7 separate regions of the Mus musculus genome follow, and regions 1, 2, 4, 5, 6 and 7 are each linked to region 3. A link is a contact called in public HiChIP or PLAC-seq and promoter capture Hi-C data. All regions are on one chromosome and are shown on one strand. The core of a region is the stretch at or near the end of the contact, and the rest is flanking DNA. Distances in the headings are between cores, read along the strand shown.

The links. Promoter capture Hi-C pulls out the DNA fragments that hold promoters and counts their contacts. HiChIP or PLAC-seq counts read pairs in DNA pulled down with a chosen protein or histone mark.
Region 1: a contact with region 3 is called in a promoter capture Hi-C map of pre-B cells, with 4 times the contacts expected there. The contact joins the promoter of Atp8a1 here to the promoter of Tmem33 in region 3. A contact is called at or near these places in 6 of 39 promoter capture datasets (the C10 cell line, the HPC-7 cell line, HPC-7-derived erythroid cells and 3 more), 6 of 484 Hi-C or Micro-C datasets (CD4 T cells, Th1 cells, embryonic stem cells and 3 more), 6 of 115 datasets of contacts at active chromatin or transcription factors (the SCID.adh cell line, embryonic stem cells, large pre-B cells and 3 more) and 2 of 9 other capture datasets (adipose tissue and liver).
Region 2: a contact with region 3 is called in an H3K4me3 HiChIP or PLAC-seq map of bone marrow-derived macrophages, with 6 times the contacts expected there. The contact joins the enhancer-like site here to the promoter of Tmem33 in region 3. A contact is called at or near these places in 4 of 39 promoter capture datasets (the 3T3-L1 cell line, the C10 cell line, hippocampal neurons and 1 more) and 2 of 115 datasets of contacts at active chromatin or transcription factors (bone marrow-derived macrophages and differentiating embryonic stem cells).
Region 4: a promoter capture Hi-C map of liver shows a contact between it and region 3, with 2.6 times the contacts expected there. The contact joins the enhancer-like site here to the promoter of Tmem33 in region 3. A contact is called at or near these places in 4 of 39 promoter capture datasets (the 3T3-L1 cell line, hippocampal neurons and liver) and 2 of 115 datasets of contacts at active chromatin or transcription factors (acute myeloid leukemia and extraembryonic endoderm stem cells).
Region 5: a contact with region 3 is called in a promoter capture Hi-C map of pre-B cells, with 4 times the contacts expected there. The contact joins the promoter of Uchl1os here to the promoter of Tmem33 in region 3. A contact is called at or near these places in 16 of 39 promoter capture datasets (the 3T3-L1 cell line, 3T3-L1-derived adipocytes, the C10 cell line and 10 more), 22 of 115 datasets of contacts at active chromatin or transcription factors (the SCID.adh cell line, T-cell acute lymphoblastic leukemia, bone marrow-derived macrophages and 12 more) and 3 of 9 other capture datasets (adipose tissue, macrophages and pancreatic islet).
Region 6: an H3K4me3 HiChIP or PLAC-seq map of bone marrow-derived macrophages shows a contact between it and region 3, with 4 times the contacts expected there. The contact joins the enhancer-like site here to the promoter of Tmem33 in region 3. A contact is called at or near these places in 2 of 39 promoter capture datasets (the C10 cell line and neural stem cells) and 3 of 115 datasets of contacts at active chromatin or transcription factors (bone marrow-derived macrophages, large pre-B cells and pro-B cells).
Region 7: a contact with region 3 is called in a promoter capture Hi-C map of hippocampal neurons, with 5 times the contacts expected there. The contact joins the promoter of Apbb2 here to the promoter of Tmem33 in region 3. A contact is called at or near these places in 7 of 39 promoter capture datasets (the 3T3-L1 cell line, 3T3-L1-derived adipocytes, cranial neural crest and 3 more), 4 of 484 Hi-C or Micro-C datasets (cardiomyocytes, embryonic stem cells, forebrain and 1 more), 3 of 115 datasets of contacts at active chromatin or transcription factors (bone marrow-derived macrophages, cardiomyocytes and extraembryonic endoderm stem cells) and 1 of 9 other capture datasets (pancreatic islet).

What each region holds. Positions count from the first base shown.
Region 1 is chr5:67,845,927-67,849,221 of GRCm38.p6, reverse strand. Atp8a1 (ATPase, aminophospholipid transporter (APLT), class I, type 8A, member 1) reads left to right here and starts at 1,791. Exons shown (of 37, transcript NM_001038999.2): 1 at 1,791-2,060. The coding sequence starts at 2,012.
Region 2 is chr5:66,370,478-66,373,837 of GRCm38.p6, reverse strand. The region is part of intron 9 of Apbb2 (amyloid beta (A4) precursor protein-binding, family B, member 2); the gene reads left to right. Among named protein-coding and RNA genes, the nearest start is that of Nsun7, 110 kb to the right of the region's middle. Within about 2 kb of position 1,972, at least 28 of the 459 cell types and tissues checked have an H3K27ac peak or open chromatin away from gene starts, as enhancers often do. A contact at or near this core is called in bone marrow-derived macrophages, where this site is marked.
Region 3 is chr5:67,258,416-67,261,931 of GRCm38.p6, reverse strand. It overlaps Tmem33 (transmembrane protein 33), which reads right to left and starts at 1,367. Exons shown (of 8, transcript NM_028975.4): 1 at 1,126-1,367; 2 at 899-968. The coding sequence starts at 943.
Region 4 is chr5:66,453,594-66,456,708 of GRCm38.p6, reverse strand. All of the region lies in intron 4 of Apbb2 (amyloid beta (A4) precursor protein-binding, family B, member 2), which reads left to right. Among named protein-coding and RNA genes, the nearest start is that of Gm52775, 48 kb to the left of the region's middle. Within about 2 kb of position 1,323, at least 11 of the 459 cell types and tissues checked have an H3K27ac peak or open chromatin away from gene starts, as enhancers often do. A contact at or near this core is called in liver, where this site is marked.
Region 5 is chr5:66,674,655-66,677,781 of GRCm38.p6, reverse strand. Uchl1os (ubiquitin carboxy-terminal hydrolase L1, opposite strand) reads left to right here and starts at 1,285. Exons shown (of 5, transcript NR_102714.1): 1 at 1,285-1,720. It overlaps Uchl1 (ubiquitin carboxy-terminal hydrolase L1), which reads right to left and starts at 1,661. Exons shown (of 9, transcript NM_011670.2): 1 at 1,460-1,661; 2 at 1,335-1,346; 3 at 710-838. The coding sequence starts at 1,492.
Region 6 is chr5:66,640,724-66,643,976 of GRCm38.p6, reverse strand. All of the region lies in intron 1 of Uchl1os (ubiquitin carboxy-terminal hydrolase L1, opposite strand), which reads left to right. Among named protein-coding and RNA genes, the nearest start is that of Apbb2, 24 kb to the right of the region's middle. Within about 2 kb of position 1,621, at least 17 of the 459 cell types and tissues checked have an H3K27ac peak or open chromatin away from gene starts, as enhancers often do. A contact at or near this core is called in bone marrow-derived macrophages, where this site is marked.
Region 7 is chr5:66,617,255-66,620,577 of GRCm38.p6, reverse strand. It overlaps Apbb2 (amyloid beta (A4) precursor protein-binding, family B, member 2), which reads left to right and starts at 1,761. Exons shown (of 17, transcript NM_001201413.1): 1 at 1,761-2,010.

The sequences.
Region 1 (3,295 bases), core at 542-3,041, 590 kb before region 3:
GACGTGAATCTCACTGAAAGGCTCATAACAGTTACAGAAGGGATTGTTCATAAATCAAACAGATCATTTTTGGGTTCATAAAAATCTCATGTAAAATCTTAATCCGAAAACCACTCCCACTCCTACATTTGTTTGCTTACTTTTAAGCTGATTTTCCCTGCCCCTTGGTTCTTAGTCTTCCACTTGGTTTCAGACTCATTTATATCCATCAAGAGGAAGCCTGGTCCCCCCCCCCCCACACACACACACACACGAGATTATGGAGCCTAGGAGGAGTAAAAGCCGCCAGCGATGACAGTCTTGATAAGGCTGTATTCATTTTCTTTTTTTTTTCAAAGGACTACGGTTTTAAATTATGGCTATCGCTGGCACAGACACATTTACGTTTGAGTCTGCTCTAACCTAAGGAGATTCCAAGCACACTGGAAATAATATGTTTCCTTTGTTCTGATCCCAACCACTGAATAAGAGACAAGTGGAGAGGGTTCCTCATAAATATGTATTGACCGCCTGGGTATTAATGTGAGTGAGTGAGGTAGAACTCTGATTAGTGAATGAGATCTTCCGGGAAGTAGAGGAACTATCACGAATGGAGAGAAGATGCTATTAGCGGATTTTATTTATTTGTCTTTTTCCTTATGCTCGAGTTGCAGTCATATCTCTCTCTCTCTCTCTCTCTCTCTCTCTCTCTCTCTCTCTCTCTCTCTCTCGTTCACCCTCTACCCATCTCTCCTTTCTGGATCTCAAAGGAATACTAATAAAAAGCCTTGCTACAGGCTCTTTCCGCTAGGTGCCCAGAAGAACAGTACACGAAGCCAGTACCTTTTACCTTTATTCCTTTCTTACCCTGCTCAGGAGCTTGCTAGACACAAAGCTCCCCTCATCCTATCTCGAGGCTGAAATCGGGAACAAATTAAAAATACTGCATTTGTTTCGACTTGTTAGATTGGATTTTACTACACAAAATAAAAGGCACTGAGGTCGTGCTGGTCTCTAGGACATAACGACTTGTAATTAACATCTTTATGGATTTTATACCGACGCCCCACTAGGCTTTGAGGATAAACTACTGCATCGAACTTTCTGGAGCAGAAACCACAAACAGCATAATTTTTGCTTGGTTAACCACGTGGTCAACAGTTGGTTTGGTTGCAGTTTCAGAGCCTTAACAGGTTGCAGAGGACGAACTGGTGGGAAGTACGGGCTCACACACCCACGCAGGTTGTGTGGCTGGAAGCCTTAAAACGACAAGAGGAACCGTTCCAGTGGCTTCAGGTCTCACAGCCTGCTACTACAGAGGGTTCACGTTCATCTCAGGCCAGGAGTCAGGCTGGGTGTTGAGATAGGCTAGGATTCCACTCAGAGGGCGAATGCAGGGTCCCCCCACATCAGCAGAGACGTCACCCACAGAGTCTCAGAGGCTTAGACTCAAGCTGCCCACACCGAACCCAACACCCTGGCGCTGAGGACGGTCGGTTCTATCGCATTGTAGAGCCAGAAGGTGGCTGTAGGGGATGCCAGAGCTTTCAGAGCTAAAGAAGCTCTTCCTCTTTTATTAAGGCTTGGGACACTTGTACTGGCCTCAAGGAGGGCCGAGGTGGGCCGAGAAGCCGAGAATGCTAGATCGAAGTCCCCTCCCCGCGGATGGTACGGTCCGAACTGGGCGGGACCTGGAGGCTCGGCGGCCCTGTCCCCGCCCCACTCCAGGAGGCCAGCGAGTGAGCGCGCGCCCCGCAGACCCCGCCCCCGGCGCCGTCCCCGGCTCCGCCCCTCGAGCCCGCTCCTCTGCCACTGCGGGGAGACCTAGGCGGCTCTGCGGACGCAGCTCCTTCGCCGCCTTCCCCCTCCCGTCCAGTGCCCAGGCGGCTCCTGGCGGCGACGCTGCCCTGGGTGGGAGGCGCGGCCCCGCGGCAGCTGAGCCCTCTGCGCGGCGCAGCCAGCTCTCCCGCCCGCGCGGCGCCGTGACAGGTGCAGGGTCCCCGCCCGAGACCCACCTGCAGGGGCTGTCGAGATGCCGACCATGCGGAGGACAGTGTCGGAGATCCGCTCGCGCGCGGAAGGTGAGTGACCGCCGCAGCAGGAGGCTGTGCGCCCAGAGTGCGTGGGGGCAGGTGCTAGCAGCCTGGGGTCTGACGTGAGTGTGTGTGTGTGTGTGTGTGTGTGTGTGTGGCCGGGAAGAGACACCTCATCCCATCTACACCCCCTCCTCCTTTTCCCAGTAGTCTGGTTGTCGCCCCTGATCGCCAGTGAACCCTTCCGCCAGCTCTGCCTTCAGCGCACTAGCAAATGCTTTCCAGGATCCAAAACCTCGGAATTTATGCGCTGGCGGGAGCCCCAAGGTTTCCTTTACACCGCAACGCGACTGTTCAGTCCTTGTCTCCCAGAGCACTCGCCCGGCTCTCCTCCTTCGCCAACAGCGCACAATCTTTGCAATCTGCCTGTTCCCAGTGAGTTTACCCGTGCCCATGAATAGATCCCTCCAACCTACTATCTCCAGCGCCCACCATTGTGTTGCCCCCACATCACAGCTTCCCGAAGAGCGGGTTTGCCATTCCCAGGCGTCGCAGATTCTTTGATCCACTGTTCCCAGCATCTCTAGGCTGGAAGAGCCTTAATTGGGTTTGGGTGCTCAGTGGATACCAGGCTGCGTTCCAGTCTCTGCACTTCTGCCCCCTGTGGCTCACCGGGCTCTAGTTTGAGGTTTCATTTTTGTTTTTCATTTTTGCTTGAAGCCTGCACTTCGGCCGACTGAACTGACTTGAGTAAGGTGCATGCTGCTTTTGTTGCTCCACCCAGGGCCAGCTGTTGAGTGGTTCCACTTGTAGGAAGTGTGCAACAGATGCCCTAGGTTATGGGCTAGGACGCTTTGGCAAAGACTGAGATGGTGCTGTGCACCCTGATTGAGGAGCCCTTCTCCTCCTGTCTGGCGTGTGGCAGGCTTTCAATAAACACCTCTTGGTTTTACTAGGACAAAAAGGAAACGGTATACTTTTATTTTCTTTCTTTTGTTTGTCTGTTTTTCCATTCCAGTAACTCTGCCCTTCAACGTTGTGGAATGGCACTATTTTGAGAAATAATCTATCTTGTTACCGTCACTGATTCTCATCCCTGCCCCCATCTTGACCGTGAGATAGATGATAACGGGGTGGTGGAGGTGGAGTAGAAGCAAGGAGAATAGGATTTCTGGGGGCGGGAGTAGTAAGAGCTGTAAGGACCTCATGTGAAAAATAGGAATTCCGGGCTCTAATATGTAGGCAAGAGACAAGGGAATCAAAACTGACCTGCATCTTAAGAA
Region 2 (3,360 bases), core at 723-3,222, 890 kb after region 3:
TCCCCCAGACACCTGTCCCCACAGGACCCACAACGTCCCGGAGTTGAAAAGCATTTCGCTGTTTCCAAACAGTCACAAAGCCTGATTTCATTTAGGAGCATGACCGTGGTGACAGTGGTGTGCATTCATTCCTGCCTGGAGTAACCGCCGTTGGCTCATGACATCCCAACAATGGAGGCCACATCCCACCAGGGTATTTGAACTTGAACGGCCAGCGCCTTCTCAGTGTTGTGGAGGTTGTGTTGCGTTAAGGCCTTTTGTTTACTGGACAATCAAAAGATCTGGCTCAGAATAGAAACCGGAGCTGCTGCAGTCCCTCGGTAATGGTATGAAGAAGAGCAAAGCAAAGCGCTGGCTGGTTTTATTGTATTGTTTGAGACAGGGAGACAAGGAGTCACTGTGTAGCTCAGGCTGATCTTGGACCTGTAATCCCCCTGGGTCAAGTGCTGGGATTACAGGTGTTCACAACCAGACAGAGGGTGATCCTGTTCTACCCCATCCCCCACTTTCTTATCTCTTGAGAAAGCATCACAAAACAGAGAAGATCAAATAGAATGAATATACTGTAGATGGGCATCGTTCTGGCCCTCTTTGAGCTGGTTAGATCTTTTAAAAGTCCTTCATATTCATATGTATATACTCCTTTCCCACCTGACTCCAACCTTAGGAATTGACGTCTCTAGAGGGCTGATCTCTGTGACTAGGTCAGGAGCCGGGATAACCATACAGCTGGAATCCAGCAATACAGACTTGAATCTCAGGGCCCTGTCCTGTGGGCATCCACTGGCCATCCCTGAAGCTCTGCCAACTCCTTGGGCCTCATCTTTCTCTCCTGTTAAAGCCTTCTCCACTTTGCATGTTCCTCCTTTCTGCCAAGCACCTGCATAGGAGAAGGAGGGTTTTAATTCTTCTGTCAGCTCAGCCTGCCCCTTGTGTGGGGCTATTGCTGAGGTGTGAAAGACAGTCTCAAGGGGGCTTGTATGGGACACTGATCCTGTATTCAACTCTGGGCTCTTGGACTCCCCTCACTGGCACCTCTAGCTAGGTCCCGCACAGGTCATGTGGCTCGTTCTTAGAGTCTACTTCCTGTGTCATTTCCTCTGTGTACTAAGTTCCTAGCCTCTTTTTTAGCAAAGCCACTTAACTGTTTTCCTAGATACCAACTAGTGACTTTTTTTGTTTTCCCTGTATGGTAGTTTGTTGTTGTTGTTGTTGTTTTGTTTTGTTTTTGGTGGTGGTGGCTGTGTTTTTTTGTGTTTGTTATTTTTTTGGTTTAGAGTTTTTGTTTTTTTAAGCAGCATCTCACTATGTAGCTCTGGCTGTCCTAGAACTCACTATGTAGACCAAACTAGTCTCAGATTCACAGAGATCCATCTGCCCCAGCCTGCTGAGCGCAGGGATCAAAGGTGTGCACCGCCACCCCAGGCATCCCTCGAGTGTTTTGAGACAAGGTCTTATGTAGCCTGGATTGGCCTTGAACCCAGATCCTCCTGCCTCCGCCTCTCAGGTGCTGTGATCATAGGCATGTAAACTCCCTACCCCCATCCCTCAGTGCATGTACTTTAGGTGGTTTCTTCATCAGTGGGTTCTTTTACCAAACTTGCTTGGAACCCTTTTTAAGGACTTGATATACCCATAGCCTTTGAAAAAAGTGGTGCAGGGATCACATAATTTAGATATCAAAAGACTTGGAACTTCCTGAAATCCACCTATGGGACTTGGTCCCCCTAGAGCCAGGAGGCCTTCTGCAGAGGACAGGGCATGCCACCCTCCTCCTATATCACCCCTCCTCCCCACCTGCAGTGTGACCTTAAGACTGGATCATCTCTATGTGGGGAAACAAAACAAGAATCAGCGCAGCTGGATGATAGGGAGTGTTCCCTGGCGCTGACACACTCACCTGGAGCGAACGCTGGCTTCCTTCCTCAGCCATTCTCCCTGGTCCCCAAGCCGCTGTGCTCACTGCTCCAATCCCCGTGCAGTTGTTATAGTGACTGTTTTGTCCACAGTGATGAAGTTGCACGCCCTTTGCTACACAGCCCAACTGTGTGTGCACGTGTAGAATATTTTTATGTGTATGAGTGTTTTGCTTGCATGTGTGTCTATGCACTGTGTGTGTGTGTGTGTGTGTGTGTGTGTGTGTGTGTGTGTATGTGTGTGTGTTGCCCACAAAGGTCAGAAAGGTGTGTTGGACTCCTTGGAACTAGAGCTATGCATCATTGCAGACCACTAAGAGGTTGCTAGGAATCAAACCTGGGCCCTCTGCAATAGCAACAAATGTTCACTGTTGAGCCATCTCTTTGGCCCTCATTTGCAGATTTTTGAAGCAGTGCACAGTGGAGTGTTTGGTTTGAGTGTACATTGAGACATCCCTCTTTTTTAGCATGCAGTAAGCATAAAAAAATAATGCTTATAATTGAGGGAATCCATGGTCTTATGAGCTCAACTCAGCACCACACTGTTTAGGACACTGTGACTCACTCTGAGTCACAAACCTTCTATGGGCTCCCAACCAGTGCAGCTTGTGCCATTGTGTGCCCTCATCTCAAGGTGCCATGGGATAGCTTCCCACTGTGTGTCTCCTCTTTAGAAGCCTCAAGAGAGTGGGGGCTGAACCTCACTCCCCTGTGTAGGTCTCCAGGAGCTAATTAGTGCTCAGTGGAAGTCATTTACTCAGTAACTAAGCTAAAATGGCCATTCCTAAAAATGAGCCTCTTGGAATTGCATTGGTAACATTTAACCTTATAACTTTTTAACTTGTCTGTCTGAGTCTCCTTAGTTTGTAAGATCTATTTTGGTACCAGAGTCATTTAACGCCAGCAGTTAGAGGACTCAATATGTTGTAGCCAACATGGTACATTTTGGACATTAGCCACCGTCTTGGGGGGGTGGGGGCTGTGGTGTTTCATCAACATTCCCTAATCAGAGGAAGAAAGAAGTCAAGGACCTGGAACCTAGCTGGGTAAAGAAGAAATGATAAAGTCTGGAGAGATAACGTCCTTTGGACCCTAAAGACGAGGGGAAACTGAGCATCAGATGAGTCCCCACAGTATGCCACCTGCTTTGTGTCTTTGGAGTCTCCTGGCAGCTCCCTGAGCTCATGTGTTACAATTTTTCCAGCTAACTTAGAGTTGCAGAGGCTGAGCACCTGCCGATTAGACTCCAGAAACTAAGAGCCTGGACTGCAGAATAATGAAGTCAGGCTTAGAGCTGTTCCTTACCGCCACCCAGACCTTCGGAAGAGGCGCTCCCCGGGTACATATTTCTCCCAAGATGGAACTCAGAATTAACTTAAACGGGGCTGAGAGACAGCTCAGTCAGAAAAGTTCTTGTAGGAGAAACTCAGTCCGAACTGCAGCA
Region 3 (3,516 bases), core at 118-2,617:
ATGGTTCTTGTGTCCTGAGAAGGGCATAATCAAAATGTAATTTCAGTTTCTAGAGCCTTCTGTAAAACAGGTCTAGACTTTTGAAACTAGGTGTGTCTTCAAAGCCCAGAGATAATAGAGGGATTTCCATGGACTGACTGGGAGTAAAGAGGCAGAACAAATAAACACAATGGCTGCTTCCCAAAGAGGGGAAGGGACAATGGACAGTTAAGGAAATCTGCACGTGAACTACAAAGTAGATTAAAATGCATCCATGTTCAATTCCCCAAATGTAATGAAGTGGAAAATAATACTTAAGTATTTTTGGGTTATCAAAAATCTCCAAATGGGTCAGCAAAGTTAAGTGCGTGTACACAGTACAGGGGTGTTGTAAAAAGCTTTTTAAAAAAAAAAAAATCAAAACTTCAATTTAAGGGCAAAAACACAAAAACTACCTCGAGTCGACCTGTAGATCAACATTTTTAATTATAAAGTTTACAAACGGGCAGTCCTCCTCTTTGTAAACGACTAATCAAAGAAACACACCACTCTCTCCCCTTTGCAAAATTTCTTAAAAGGCTTGAAGTAGGTACAAAGGGCAATACTACGACGCGCACCACGAGGCATGTGGGTTGAATAGATGGTATTTTCCACCTTGGGGGCCGAAGACGATCGGAGACCGCGGTGTGGGAAGGGGCAAGGAGGCCAACATCCCTAGCTGACAGGTGACAGCCGCCTGCTCCAGAACTGCCTGTTGTCGCCTTTGAAACAAACTTGGAGCTCCTCTGGCCGCCACTCGGCTCCTCCCTAACCCCAGTCCGGCAGGCAGCGGCTTCTAGAACCCTCTAGCCCTCTCAAACACTTCCTGCTCCTCGCCAACTCCGGCTGATGGAGCCGGGCGACCAGGCCGCTCACTTACCACAGCGCCCGCCCCTTGGGGGCCGTTCGGGGTCGTATCCGCCATGGGAGACACTCGGGAGCCCGGGACGCTGCAACAGCAAAGAAGAGCAAAACGTCAGTGCGGGGCGACGACCCTCCGACCTGCTTTCAGAGCCGGCAGGAACCCCAAACCCCCGGAGGAACGGGCCCTCCCGGACGCGTGCAGCACACAGCCGCAGAAGTCCCCCTATGGCGGCCCGGTAATACCTGCCCCGCTCGGTCCAGACCGAAGCTGCCTTTCTAGAAAGACCCAAGCGAAGGCGGAGCTTCGGAGAAAGGCCTTAAAGGGCCGATCGACGCCGCCGGTTCCCGGGGTTGCAAAACCGGAAGTGATCCTTTCGTTTCCACGTGAGTCAGGCGGGACGTTGAGAGTCACCGGGCGTGGTTTCCGGAGGCATGACGGGAAATGCAGTTTTTCTCCTTGTTTTGGTTCCACCTTCCCTACGAGCCAATTGGCACGGAAATGTTAAGTAAAACCACCGAGGCAACTTTCGTCTTAACCGGCACTCAGGCGATTTTCCTCGCTGGCTTCCGAACCTCAAAAATCTCTCTACTTCCATATACAGAAGCTTCAGAAATATCTATGATCTCTCCAGATAGCGATTCACCAAACCCTGTGATTTAGTTTTCTTATTTCAAGCACTAGTGAAACCGGCTATGTGACAGACGCTTGGAGGAAAAAAAAAAAAAAAGAACATAACACTGACCTTCTCAGAGACAATAGAGCAAAAACGACCACAAGCTGAGTTAATCAGGGGTTTCTGGAAAAGTAATTCTGGCCATAAATCTTGAAGGGAAAGGAAAAATTGTATATGAAAAGGGAAGGAGGTTCCAAATAAGAGAACAGAGCAGGTAAAGTAACAGAATGAATCAGGACAGTTCGGTGTGAACTGAATGAATGGGTCTGGGGGGGGGTGAAAGATTTGAACTGCTGAGAGGCAGGGTGTGTGGCAAGAAAAACATTACATGAGGGCACGGGAGGGGTTGGAAGGAAAGGGGAGAAATGATGAAGTTATATTTTAATTAAAAATATTTTTAAAGACTTATTATGTATACAGTGTTCTGCCTGCATGTATGCCAAAACTTCTGAACTTAACTCTGCAATCTAGGGAGCCAAGCTACAACTTTAAGCAGAAGTGTGACATCATCTATATTAGAAAGATCATAGGGAGGCCATTGCACACAACTAGGGAGAGCAATGAAATCCTGAATTGTGTGATGGTGTGGGAGAAAAGAACAGGAAAGAAGACTTGAATGTGGCTTCCATAATTTCATGTCTGGCTAGATAAAAGGTATGCAGGGGTGGGGGTGTCGTCTGCAGAGACCCGGAGAAGAGGCATAGAGAAAAATGAAAAAGAAGAACAGAAGAGAGAGGTGGAGGACAGGAAGCTGACTACAGATCTATACTCCAACTTAGGAACCGAGTATCTCTAAGCTCCTACTCTCTCAGAAGTACAATTGCCTTTATGATTCATGGCAGCCTAGGCGCCAGTCAGCTGCTGTCTAGGAGTCAAAGGATGCTCGGTAGAATGTTGTAAACTTTTCTTCTAAGGCCAATGTCCACATTCAGGTCCCCACAATCTCCAGTCTAGATTCCCTATCACCCAAGCTCAGCTAACACATTATCTTCTCTGCATTGCTGGAGTATAATTTGTCCCCTATTTTAGAATATTTATCATTGTCTAATATTTCTTTTTGATTATTTGTTTAATCTGGCTCTCCCACCATGTATGGGTAGTGTGTGTGTTTGTGTGTGTGTGTATGTGTGTGTGTGTGTACATGCACACATGTGTATCTTGGTTTACCTGGGGTGTCAAATACAACAGACTGAGTAGTTTAAACAACGCAACTTCTTTTTCCTCACAGTTCTAGATGCCTGGAAATTCTAAATCATTTTATCAGCAAGATGAGTTTCATTCTAAGACTTAGTGTTGCTGACTAGATCAGTGATCTTTTTACTCTTAGTAGCAGAATTTGATTTCCTTCTGCCTCTTCTGTATTCCCGAATTTTCTGACTATAAGTAACTATACGTAAGTAGATAACAATGCATCTGATTTATACTAAAGTTAGACCTTCAGTCTTCCCACTCTCCATAATAGCTAGATTTTCTCCTTGTGTTCCTATCTCTTCTAAAATATAGAAATCTGGAAGGCAAATGGAGTCTGTTTCTAAGTCCATCCTCAAGCTTCAGATGAAACCGTACGAGCAGATGTCATTTCAGTTTCGGTTAACTCAGTTCCAGGCCATTTGGGGACAGTAGAAAATAGACTGAGTCCACAGTGGAAGCTGAAGCTGCTCTGCAAAGGCACGAAAGCAAAGATTCTGCCGAGAGAATGTTTGCATCTTCCGCCTGATAGTTCTCTCTTTCTCTTCCCTCACTGCTTTCCAGCTTCGAAAATTACTCTGAGCACATTTTATTTATGGGTTAGGGCAGGCAGGCAATAGCATGTGTGTAGAGGTCAGAGGACAACTTGTACGCACCGTAAGCATAGTAATTAAAACCTTAAGTGTAATATTAACCATCACCCTATGTGAGTATGAACCCAGAATTCACACAGTAGGAGATCACCAACTCCTGAAAGTTGTCCTCTGACCTC
Region 4 (3,115 bases), core at 74-2,573, 810 kb after region 3:
TCCAGTGTTGAGAACGACAGGCTGAAGAGTCCTAAACATTGATAAGAGAAACCGAAAGAAGCCGAAATTATAGTTCAAGAGAGGACATGCTATCCTTTCATTTTTATAGAGAGAGAATATCCATTATCTCCAAATGTACTAAGGTGGTATGACGCGCTTTCCTAGTCGACTTAAGTCTCTTTCCTTCCTTTTTGCTAAAGGTGCAGGTGCTAGCTGTGTTAAAGGCAAGGATTAGAGGAAGGCCCAGAGCTGGATGGCAGATGTCACAGAAACAATCAGAACATTCATAGATGTATGTGCACCAGAGTTTTGGTCAGGTCTTCTGGGGCTCCTCCACTGAACATGGAGGTGCAAGGTTTAGTAGGCTGGCTTGTAAGAGCCAGTCACGTTTGATAGAGAAATACAGCAGTCAGCTCTGTCACAAAGCATCTACCTGCAGCTCTCTTAGTCTCTGGAGTCATGACAGATTTCAGTAAGAATTTCCTTGAGCTAAGACTGGAGAAGCAAGACAGATTGACCTAGATACTAGATTGAAGGGCTTCATTTAACTCCTGCTCAGTTTCTGTGTGTGGGTAAAGCTGAGATAATAACCACTGATCCCCATTTCCAGAAAAAAAAAAAGAATCTTCTATTAACTGAACAATAGTAACAGGCTGCCTGGACTTTTATTTAGGATGGAAGGTGTTAAGACAGGCTCTAAGTAACCCAGACTGTAAGGCAGGCTGTAAGTAATCTATATGTGACTCTCACCATATGTCATGCTGCTCGCAAACTCGTGACAATCCTCCTGCCTCATCCCTTGAAGTGTTGGATTGTAGGCATGTCCTATCACAGTTGGCTGAAATGTTATTTCTTGAGATGTTAATGAAACACTTAGTGATTATTTACTACCTACCTTACAGACATCTGTTGTTATATACTGCCATGTTGGTTGCAGACGCCTCAGCCTAGTAGGACATAGAGCATTTGAAACTGGGTGAGTAGAGAGATCAAAAGAAGCTGAGATTATAGTGCAAGCGAGGGCATGCCAGCATTTCATTTCTACTGACAGAGAACATCCATTTTCCTCCAAACTTACTAAAGTGTACTAGAGATGTTTTCCTAAAGATGCAAGGAGTAGTGGCCAGGAGCCCTGGAGTCTGTCTGGAGTGGAGAGAGATCTTTACAAAGAGGCAGTGTCTACCGTGAGTCAGAAGAGTGGAGTTTGCTGACGGGGAAGGAGGCCAGGAACGTGTTCAGTCGGAGCATTGCTTGCTTCTGGCCTTGGCATGTCAGGTGTGGACAGTCCATTCTTTCAGACCTTTGGCCTTCTGACTCCAGTGCTCCTGAGCCTTGGCTCTGCCTAAGAGCCATTCACAGAACACTGCACCCTCACAGTCCTGGCCCTGGCCTAAAGACATCCAAATCGCTGGGGTTCTTTTAGGAGGTAGAGAACACTTCTTTGTCCCTTTGTTCCTTATATTTCCAATCCTGTGACCTTTTCTTCCTCCAGTTCTTTACCCTCTTGTGACTTTGTCCCATCCCAGATCCCAGAGGCCATTTCCCTTTGTGTGTATCTCTTTCTCCCCTCCTCTCTCATGTATGCACCTTGCTAGGGAAGGCCCACTGTGCCCATCTCTTCTCTTATCACCTGGACTGAACTTCTTAGCAAATGCTGTTCTATCTTGCCAGCCATCCCCCTCGGACTTCTGCTCTTATATTCTCTAAAGAGTGAGTCACGACCAAGAGCCCCATTGCTTCTTTGACCCCACCTGTCTTCACACTGGTGTCTTTTCCCACATGATTCTTCATGACACGTCTTACAGGTCACATTCTACCCACTCGTGTCCTTGCTCCAGGGCAGATAAGGTGGAAGTCAGCACATTGTTTAGGTCTCTGGATTCAACTCAGTCTTGCCCCTAAATCCTGTGGCTGATGAGCACCTACCTCCCCATCCATATGACCTGGTCAAGAGGGACGAGATGAAACTGGAAGGCAGCCAGACTTTAAGTGACCTTTCCCAACCCTTCTGTCCTCTCTTCATTGTCTTTGCTTCCCTGTTGTAGCAACCTTTGGAATTTTCTGGATGCTGGCCTATAATGAAGCCCTTGTAGACCCAGCTTCTTAGTCCCTTTCTTACCTACTCACTCTCCATGTATCTGCAGTAAGAATTACTTCTACCACCTAGAACTCAAAAACACAGAAATGGGGGGAACGCAGGTGTATTGTTAGGTACTGTGCTGGACCCCCTGCAGATGGTCATCAGAATCCTCTATCAACCAGGCGTATTGAACTCATTTTTCAGAGAAGTAATTTGTCCTAGACTCAGTGTGCAAGAAGCCTGGGTAGATCGTTATCGTTTGCACCACTAACATTGGGGTCTGTGACCTTAACTTCATCACCTCTGATTTTGGAAACATCTTTCCCATAGCCCCATGCTTTCCAGAACTTTGGTAGCCTTAAGCTATTTCATAATCTGTCCTAGTTGGTGCACTAACTCTCAGATGCAATCTTCCACCTCTAGGGCTTAGCCAGTGTGCTTAGTTCCAAAGCCAACCTTTCTGTTTTGCCTGTGAGTGGGTTGGGGTAGGCAGTCAGTTGGGGAACTGGGAGAGGAGGCATATTCTCAGACACACCTTCAAATTCTGAATATTGACATTTCAGCAAGGAGTCCTTAAGCTGCCAGTCTTCTGTCTATAAACATTTTTGGTTCTGAGTGAAAGTAGACTAGAGTGTTTTCCTAATAACATTATCAGGGCGCAGTACCTAACATTGTAAAACATCCTCATAGAAACTTCCACCATGCCTTTTGAGCTACCTAGCTTCCACTTTCTTGTAATGTTCCTGTAAATACCCAAGAGTATAACAGTAACTCTCTATGCCATAGATAAGTCTTGAGGAAAACTTTGAGGGTGGTGGGTCCATAGTCTGTCATTTTTAGAGTGTAAAAATTAATTGACAGAATATTGTTTAAAAGGAAAAAGCACTGTAATTTTTATTGCTTTAAAAGGAAAAAGCACTGTAATTTTTATTGCTTTAAAAGAAGACACCAGAGCTCACGATTGGAATGCTGCCTAAGCAGGCAGTGATCTTTATAAATAATAGCCTTAAAGGTGGGGATCCAAAGCCTGACCAC
Region 5 (3,127 bases), core at 36-2,535, 580 kb after region 3:
GCATAACCCCCAGTTTTGTCTTTCTCTATGGCTCAGCCTGAATCATTTGCATCCCTGCCCAGTGGAAGATGGAAGACTGTTTCAGAAAATGAAGAAGTGTCTCTATGACTGTGTCACAGGAGCCCTACTTCATCCAGCCACAAGGTCAGAGAGGTGGAGACCGCGGCTCTGTGCACCAGTGATTCAGCTTTCTAAAAGGAACGTTCAACAGTGTGCCTGCTGGGAGGGGTGGGGGAGGGGAATGGAGAATCCACCAGAGAGGCAGATGGAGGTGGCAAATGAAGAGACAGCTCTTTTGACTTAAGCAAGCCAGGCCCTCATCAGTTTACAGTCAGGTGAGAGAGCAACAGAACCAAACCAGGGACCTGACCCACTCACGGCCCTTAAAAGGAAAAAAAAAAAAAAACAAACCGGCCATCCGCAAGTGGGAGCAAGGCTCATAAGTAAACAAACAAACAAAATAAACAAGTTGGAGATCTTTCTTTGGATAACTGAAAAAAAGACTTAGACGCAATGGGCTCCTTCTCTTCCAAATTGAGGCAATAATGGACATCACAATAGAGCCCCGATGAAAATGCAAGCACCTCCCACCCTAAGAAGTGGGATCCTTATCAGGGACCCTACAGGAAAAGGGGACAGCGTGAGGTAGGAACTCATTCCACAACACTGCGTATCCACTGAGACCCGCCCATCACAGACCTCTCCCTACCTGGGCCGTGAGGGGAAACAGGAGCAGCAGGGCGCAGGCAGGGGATGGCACTGAGCCCAGAGTCTCCTCCTCCAGCCCTAGCACGTCGGCGAAGCGCCACTGGCCGGCGACCCCCAGCTTGGCCAACACCTGCAAGAAAAAGACAGGGCAGCCAGACCGAAAAAGCCAGACAAATAATGGGCACCTGCTAGGGGGCGGGGCCAGCACGAGCATCCCTCGTGCGGCCCTCCCACTCCCCAACCCCCCACCAAACACACACACACGGGTCCCCACCCGAGTCTGGGAGGAGCCTCCGCGCCGTCCCACCCTGCGTGCCGCGCAGTGACACAGCACAAAGCTCAGCCCACACGTGGCTCGCGCGAAGCCCTCGGACTAGAGTCCGCGGGCCGTCGCCACGCCCTCGAGAGCTGCTCCCCGCGCTCGTTGCTGTCCGGGTCCATCCTCCGCCACCTCCCCGTGATCGATCTCTCAGTCACTCCCAAACCCCTAGATAACTCAGGGCAGAGACGACACCCAGCTGGGCGCCCCAGCCCAGCCACCTCCATTGCACAGGGCGCGGCCGGCTGGGCGTCTCCAACGATGCTCTTGGAGGATAGGGACAGAGACTGCGCGCCGCGCCACTCACTTTGTTCAGCATCTGAAAGCCAAAAGCAAAGAGGAAAATGATAATAAAACTAAATGATTCAGCTACCGAGCTGTAGCTAAGGGTCAGCCTTATTTCTCCCGAAGCGACCCAGCAGCTATGCTTACCTCGGGGTTAATCTCCATCGGCTTCAGCTGCATCTTCGCGGATGGCACCTGCAGACACAAACCCGAGGAGCCGAAAAAACAGCCGGTGGAGCCGCCCAGGCTGCTGTTATAAAGCGCCGGCCTCGCTCACTGGGAAAGCCTGAGCAGGGGAGACGGGAGCAGAAACAAGCAGAGGAGGAAGGCCAAGAGGGCTCGAACTCCCCCATGCACCGCACAGAATGGTACAAGCCAAGCCCCCAAACCTTGCAGTCTCACTCGCCGGTGAGCTAATCTGGTGGTTGTGGAGATGGGTTTTGTTGGTGGGTGTTCCTTGAGCGCATGAAGCAGCCTATTTGAGGGAGCTTTCAATTTGGAGCGAAATTTCTGGAAACCCTCCTCTGTCGTCTCAATCACTCCAAAGCTCGAGGGTCTCTGAAACATTGAGAGAGAGAGAAAAAAAAGCACAAAATCAACAGGTATATGTAGTGTTTAATATGAATATAAATATTTGTCGGTCTTCCTCCCTCCCCCCCCCCGCCCATCTCGGAACAGTTTGTACTTAACCTTAGACAATCTGTCCTCCATGTTAAATTCAACCTGTGTCCAGGCTCGGTTTTTAATGGACTGCCTAGAATAAAACATCTGATACGGAGTGCATTAGTGAAGCTGATGTAATGTGACTCCAGGGGAAGAACCGGTGGGTCGCTGGGAAGCAGTACATGCGAGACACATAGAATACGGGCGCCGGAGGACTTTAGAAACAGACCAAAGAAAAGATAGATGATTTGAGACTAGAGGCTTAAAGGAAAAAGCATTTAAAAAAAAAATAGGGGAAACCTTTTTTCAAAGAACAGGGGTTTGGGATAATAAGATTTTGGTCCACAATACTTTGGGCGCAGAAGAAAGGGAATAGCAACGGAGGAGAGCCCGCGGTTCTCCAGGGATGGGGGCGGGGGTGTTCTTTCTAACAGGCACATTTCAAAGGATGGAAGGCAAACGCTTGTGCTGAAGGCGGAGTAGAAGGAGGGGCCAGATCTGTATCAATTGTCAGGGATGCTAAATCACAGAATGAGGTAGCTAAGGATGCAGGCAGGTTGGGTATTTTAAAAAATATGCTCAGAACAAATGGTGAAAAACAGACATGCTTTTTGCTAGCCCGAGGTAAGCAAGGCATAGGATGGAGGGAACCAACCTTGTTTTAACAGCACTGCCTCTCCAGCTGGATCCTTTACCAGGCCATCTTATTTCACCCTGAGAGGGTCCAATATTGTATTTGTGAAATTTTATACATCAGGATCCAGGGTTCAGAGATGTTCATTTGCTTGGTGCTACAGCTGGAAAATGAGGCAGGAAGACAAAACCTGGTAAATGAGGCTGGAAGGGTCCATTTTCTGTTTTAGACTCAGCAATGTGCTACTTCAATTTTCTTCCCAGTTTCACCATCAGGGAAAAAAAAATGACCTTCACTTACCAAGTGTGAGAGGCAAGAAGGCATTAGTAAGATTCTGAGTGAATTTTATACTATGTAAATTACATCTCAATGCAGTTAATAAAAAAAAAAAATACAAGACAGACGGACACATAACCCAGTACACCTGGGTAGACTGTGTGCATGTCTGTCTTTTGGCAGAGACATACTACATTTCCAGTTTTCTTCATTTATCCATTCATCACAAATACTGCACAAGC
Region 6 (3,253 bases), core at 372-2,871, 620 kb after region 3:
AAAAAAAAAAGGGAAGAAGAGGACATCTGATCTCATTACAGATGGTTGTGGGCCACCATGTGGTTGCTGATATTTGAACTCAGGACCTCTGGAAAAGCAATCAGTGCTCTTAACCACTGAGCCATCTCTCCAGCACACAGAAACATTTCAAGTGGTCCTTCACTAAAATAGGGCAGGAGAAAGAAATGAATCTATGTTTCTGGAGGCTTGTTTGTGGCACATTTTGTATAATTATTTTGTATATTTTGTAAATTCTGTCCTTTTACAAGAGAGATGGTTTAGCAGTTAGAATTGTTATACTGCTCTTGGGAAGGACCAGAGTTCGGTTTTAGCACCCACACGGAGCAGCTCACAAGGTCTTGTAACTCTAATTCCGGGAGATCAATGTCTTTCTTTGGGACTCTGTGGGCACCAGAACACAGATGTGCATATACCCACTGGGGTTGTCTCAATGAGCTTGCTTTCCTTAGACTCGTGTGTTTGAGTGCTTGGTCGCTATTTAGTGCAACTGTTTGAGGAAGCATTAGGAGGTATGGCCTTGTTAGAGGAAGTATGTCACTGGAGTTGGGCTTTGAGGTTTCAAAAACCCACAGTAAAACTAGTCTATCTGTCTCTGTCCCTGTCTGTCTATCTTTCTCTCTGTCTCTGTCTCTGTCTCTGTCTCTGTCTCTGTCCCTCTCCCTGTCCCTGTCCCTCTCTCTCTCCCTCTCTCTCTCCCTCTCCCTCTCCCTCTCCCTCTCCCTGTCCCTCTCCCTCTCCCTCTCCCTCTCCCTCTCCCTCTCCCTCTCCCTCTCCCTCTCCCTCTCCCTCTCCCTCTCCCTCTCCCTCTCCCTCTCCACCCCTCTGCCCTCAACTTGTGGATCAGGACGTAAGCTTTCGTTACTGCCCCAGTGCTGTGCCCCCGTGTCTACTGCCATGCTCCCCACCATGGTCATGGATTCACCGTTTGAAACGATAAGCAAGCCCTGATGAAGTGCTTTCCTTTGTAAGTTACCTTGGTCATGGTGCCTCTTCACAGCAATAAGAGAGCAATTAGGGCACCCACAGATGCACACAGATACACATAATTTTAAAAGTAACAGAGCTGTTTTTAAAGGTATAATTGATATGCAGTTAAGTGATCAGTAAACACTGGACAGTTGGCAAAGTTTTGAGAGCTGTAGGTGTGTGACCCCTCACCACACCAGGACCACATCTTTATTCCCACATCCTTACCACTTCACTCATTTCTTCCTCCCGCCCCCATAACCCTTTCCTTCCACCTCTCCTCCCTTTCCAGATCCAGGGCCTGCATCTGTAGATGTGGTTCCTGTGTTCTAAAGTTTTATATAACCAGGGCTGGACAACCTGTACCTTCTCGTCTTCTTCCAGACAATTCTTTGATGTCTTATTCACATTGTGTGGCTGGAAAAAAAATAGGTTTACAGGAGTTACGTAACTTCCTAAAATCCTTTTAGCCATAGAAGTGGGCCTGAGATCCCAAATGATTCTTGCCTGTTACTGAGTATGTTAAAAGCAAGATCCAAGAGGTCTAAATGAATTGTTCAGAGTTACTTCACCAGTGAGTGGCCAAAGAAGGGCAAACCCCACTGTGCGAGTCATCACTTATTATTGATGTGGCTCCTGGTAAGAGCATATGACTCATTTTAGATTTGGCTGAGACTGTGTTTTCAGAAGTCCTGGCCACTACCTTGACCTCTCGGTGGATGGTCTCAGACAGAAAATCCAGTGTGGGAGGTTTTTTTAATCTTCAAACAGAGAAGTCGATTTCTTTAGAAACTGTGTTTGATTTCCATCAAATTTCTTACTTCTTTAGGAAAGGACCATTTGGCTGGTTGAGTTTGTCTTCCTCTCCCATCCCCGTGTCTCTAGTTTCCTCTCTCCATTTTCTTTTCCTCCCTTTCTTTCTTTTTCTATTTCTATTTGTTTCTATGTTGTTCTATCTTCTTTTTTTAAATTTATTTTTGTTTAAAATTATATGTATGTATGTGTTTGTGTGGAACTATTGCACATGGATGCAGGTGCTTGTGGGGGCCAGCAGAGGGCCTCAGAGCACCTGAAACTTGAGTTAGGCAGTTGTGAGCTACTCAATGTGGGTGCTGAGTACTGAGCCTGGTTCCTCTGCAGAAACAGTAAACAGTGTGCACCCTTACTCACGGAGCCATCTCTCCATTTAGTCCTCCCAAGGAACTCTCACTGACTCCCCATCATCTCCCTCATTAGCCCTGCTTAATGCTCTAGTTGGCCTAACCCATCAGAGTAATACATGAAATGGCAGCAAAAAATATCTGGTCTGTGACTCTGGAAAATGGCTATGTGGTTACAGATCAATTTCTGATCAGTATATATACCAAGCTCTTTCAGTTGCTGTCTCCATTGCTTTTCTATTGCTTTAGTAAGACAACATGACCAAGGCATTTGATTTGGGGCTCACTCTTCTAAGCAGTCAGAGTTGTTTTTCTTGTTACTGTGAGCAAGTTTCCAGTAAGAAGTTACTTTATGGAGAAAGGTTTTATTTTGGCTTACAGTTGGGAGGTATACACAGTCCATAATGGTAAGAAATAGACAGTGACGGGAACAGGAGGCAGCTGGGTTACCCTGCATCCATGGTTAGGAAACAAAGACTAACGAGTGCTAGAGCTCAGCTTGCTTTCTCTTTTTAACTCAGCCCAGGACCCTAATCCATGGAATGGTGCAGCCTGCATTTTAGAATGGGTTTTCCCAACTCAATGCACCTAAGCTAGGTAATCCATGACATGCCCACATCTTGTGTCCATGGCAATTAGGAATGTCATGGAGTTGACATGGAGTTGACACCATCAGATACCTTGATAGACGAGCAAGCATATGTGTTTTGCCTTATAAACCTATTAAGTACCTGCAAAGTGTGGTCAGAGGGCTAATGATTGTTAATGTATTGAAAAACAAGTTCCATGTGTGTTCCTGTTTGTGAGTGCATGTGTGATGTGGGATGTGTGCCTGTGTGTGCAAATGTGTATGTGTGTGTGTGTTTGTGAGTGCATGTGTGATGTGGGGTGTGTATGCATGTGGGATGTGTGTGTCTGCATGTGTGATGTGGGATGTATGTGTGTGTGTGTGTGCATGTGTGTGTTCATGTGTGTGTGTGTGTGTGTGTGTGTGTGTGTGTGTGATGTGGGATATGTTGTGTGTTCATGAGTGTGTGTATGCACATGCTCCTGTGGCATGACATGTTCATGGTCAGAGGATAACTTCAGGTCTTCGTTCTCATCTT
Region 7 (3,323 bases), core at 512-3,011, 640 kb after region 3:
CCCGACTCCTCCCGCAGGCCGCCAAGGGAATGAGCCTAGGAAGCAGGCGACCGGGCTGGGACGCAGAGGCGGGAGCAGGCAAGGAAGCGTTTCCGCGGTGATCCTGGAGACCCTGCCGGTTTCCGGAAGGGTGATTGCATCAGGTGTGGAGCAGGGCGCCTCCTCCGCCCAACCTGGAGCCCACCGCGCCTGCGCGCCCCGCCCCGCCGCCGCGGCTGACTCCAGCGCGGGTTTTCCTGCGCGTCCGAGTAGACCGCCTGGAGGGGGCAGGCGCGGTTCGACCCGGGAGCCCGGGAGAATCGGGTGGTAGGGTAGGCTCTGGACGTTGGCGGGCTGGGAGATCAAGGTGCAAGTTGGTGTGGTAGCCTGCTGAGATCGCCGCGATGAAGGATTCGCAGGGTGGGCTTGGGTTCATTTCCTCCTCTGTCTGGGCTTGAAGGACACAGTAGCCTGTGTCTCAAGGCCCTCTACAGTTTGCTTTTCCCAAGTTGGCATTTGAACCCTGGTTTTTGACTCTTCATGGTTCGCAGGATTCGTTGGGCCAGTCTTGGGATGCAGAGGTTCAGTTCCAAGAGTGAACCTGCATAGATTTATGGAGATTTTTCTGTAGCAGTACTATTGGCCTTCCGCGGAGTCTGAGGGAAATATTGATTATAGAAGAGGCTATAGATTACAAGAGACCACCAACACACGGCGTTCTCTCCATTCCTGATAACCCAACACTTTTACATGTCAACACCTTGTGTATGGAGATGGCAGAAATGGCATTTCATAGAAACTATTCAATGGACGTCAGTTACTGCTGGGCTGTAAACATGAAGGCAGGGGCTGCGATTTGCTTACAGGTCTTAGTAAGGGGATCTTGTGGAACCTCAATAAACTCATGCTGTGTGAAGAAAAAAAGGAATAATGCCCATCTTCACTGTAGGGAGGATGAGTCTGAGTTTATTATCTGATTGAGGAGTGCGTTGTCAAAGAGCCATTACTTAGTAGTTATAATTATTTTCAGAATTACCTTTCTAGAGGAGATGGTAGGTAGCATGGTCTGTGTATAGCAGAGTCCCCATGACTAGTCCTCGGATGGCAACCGCATCAGTACCTGGGATTTGATACTTACAGGCGCTTGTGCAGCACGGCACAACGACTCATCCAACCCCTGGAAACGCGCCTAGCATGCTGCTTCAGCAACCTTCCCAGATGAGTCTGACTTAGGCATCAGTTTAACACCCCTTGGCTTGATGGAGAAACAAATCAAGGACTTCCAGGTGCCTGCAGTAAATCCACTTAATGCCTAACGAACAGGTAGCAAGTAGATAATGCTTTTCCTTGTTCGCAGGCATATTTCTTGCATGGCGTTATCTCGCTGTGATTTTCCAGGGCAGGAATGTTCCTGTGTGGCATATGTCTAGCCATGGGGGATGAAGGAGGCAGAAGGCAGGAGAAAGTTTCACCTTTTAACATTCAGTTAGCCTGGAAGGCTGTGGACAGCTCTCATCTTGGGGTATTTTTCCATTCTACAGGAACGCAGACGCGTGAGAGAAGAGTTTCCCAAACTGCCTTTTGGTGCAGACAGACGCTAGGCCACCTGGAGGGGATACCCGGGCTGCCCCGCAACCCCCAGCCTCTGGGTGTCACCCTGGCGCCCCTTGCCTCCCTGCTGTGCCGCAGCTCGGCCGCCTCCACCTGCAGGGGTCGCCCTGGGAGCGCGGCCCGCCCCCTTCCGCCGCGGCCTCCGCCCCCGGCCCCGCCTTGCTGGGTTCGCCCGGCTCCGCCAGGCCCCTCCAAGCCTTTCCTCGCGCAGCCGCCGCCAAAGCCTGGAGAAGTGGAATCTCGCTGCCGCTGCTCCCTGCGCGGGCCTCGCGGAGCCGCACTGGGCATGCTCAGTCGCCGGAGCCAGTGCTGCTCTAAGTAGGAAGCTCGCGTGCTGCAGCCCGCAGCTGATCCGGGTGCTCAGCGGACTGCGAGACCTGGGAGCCGGGTCCGGAGCCGATCGAACGCCGCGCAGCGCTGGTGAGCCCCGCTTCCTTCCATGCCTTCAGCCCGGGGATCCGAGGGATGGCCCGGAGTGCGCCGGGGGTGCCGGGCAGCCGGCGAGCTTGGCTGCTTGTGCCCTCGCGGCTGCTGCTCGGTTTCTGGCGGTCACCGCCGGTCGCCCAGCCGCAGCCCCAGCTGCAGCAGCTGCCGTCGCATCTGCAGCAGGCGTCCGCTGCGGAGTCCCGCTCGCCCCGCGCCCGCGCTGCAGGGCCGGCGCTCTGGCTGCGGGCTCGCTCCGTCACTCCCATTACTCCCTCACTCCCACCCAGAGCTGGGGTTCGGCAGGGCCGGGCGAGGACACCGGGTCGCAGGGCTGTGCCCGGGCGGAGACTGCGGAGGGCAAAGTGCGGGTGGGCGCGGGCGACCGGTAGCGCACGCCCCCTTGCCCTGGGGCCGGCCTGCCTGCCGGGCGGCGCGCTCTTGCGGGAGACTCAGAGACCTGGCCAGCGTCTCCCGGGGTGCAGAGAACCCAGCTCTGCAGAAAGGAGGAGAGGGCAAAGTTCCTGTCCCCTCTGCAACGCCGAGAGCGTTTTTAACTAGAAAATGGCTGTGTGCCGAGGGCCGGATCAGGGAAGCCGGTCATCGGGGTCCCGAACGCCCCACTGCTGCTCCCTGGGAGGAATGGTGGCTCAGACGCCAGAAATGACATTTGTGCGACGAAAACTAGCTGGGCGGAGGGAGGATGCGGGAGTCCCGTAGAAACAATGATAGGTAGTCTCTCCATTGATGGAGAGGTCTGAAAACAGGAGGTCAGGCCCCAAAGGCCAAGGGAGTGTGGGGCATAAAGAAAAAAAAAAGCTGGAGAAATCAGATGAAGAATTGGGACCGTTTTGTAGCAAGATTCTGCACAGCCACGACTGTTCTGATCGCTTGGGGATGGACTGAGTGATTTGAGAGGGCTCACATGAAGAGAGAATTAGGTCAGTGTCTGAAGCCCAGAGGGCTCTTAGAGGGAGCAGTTTTAAAAAGTCTTGTCCCTGACTTTGCTTTGTGCTCAGTGTCTTAAATGAAAGTCATAAAACGATAACAACAATATCATTTTGATATCAAGAAATAAACTTTGTGAGGCTGGCCCTTTTTGTTATTTGTTTCTTCATTTTACCGATTTCAGAATAAATTATGACAGCTGGTCTGTTGTTTTAGGATTTGGTACCTTAAATCTAAATTTTCTTTCTTGTTATGATACTACAGATCCTTCCCTGAAATGGCCATGGTAGTAGTACCTGAATTCTTATGGCTGACCTTGCGGAGACAGGACTCTGGGAGGGGGCATTTCTTTATGAAGTTAG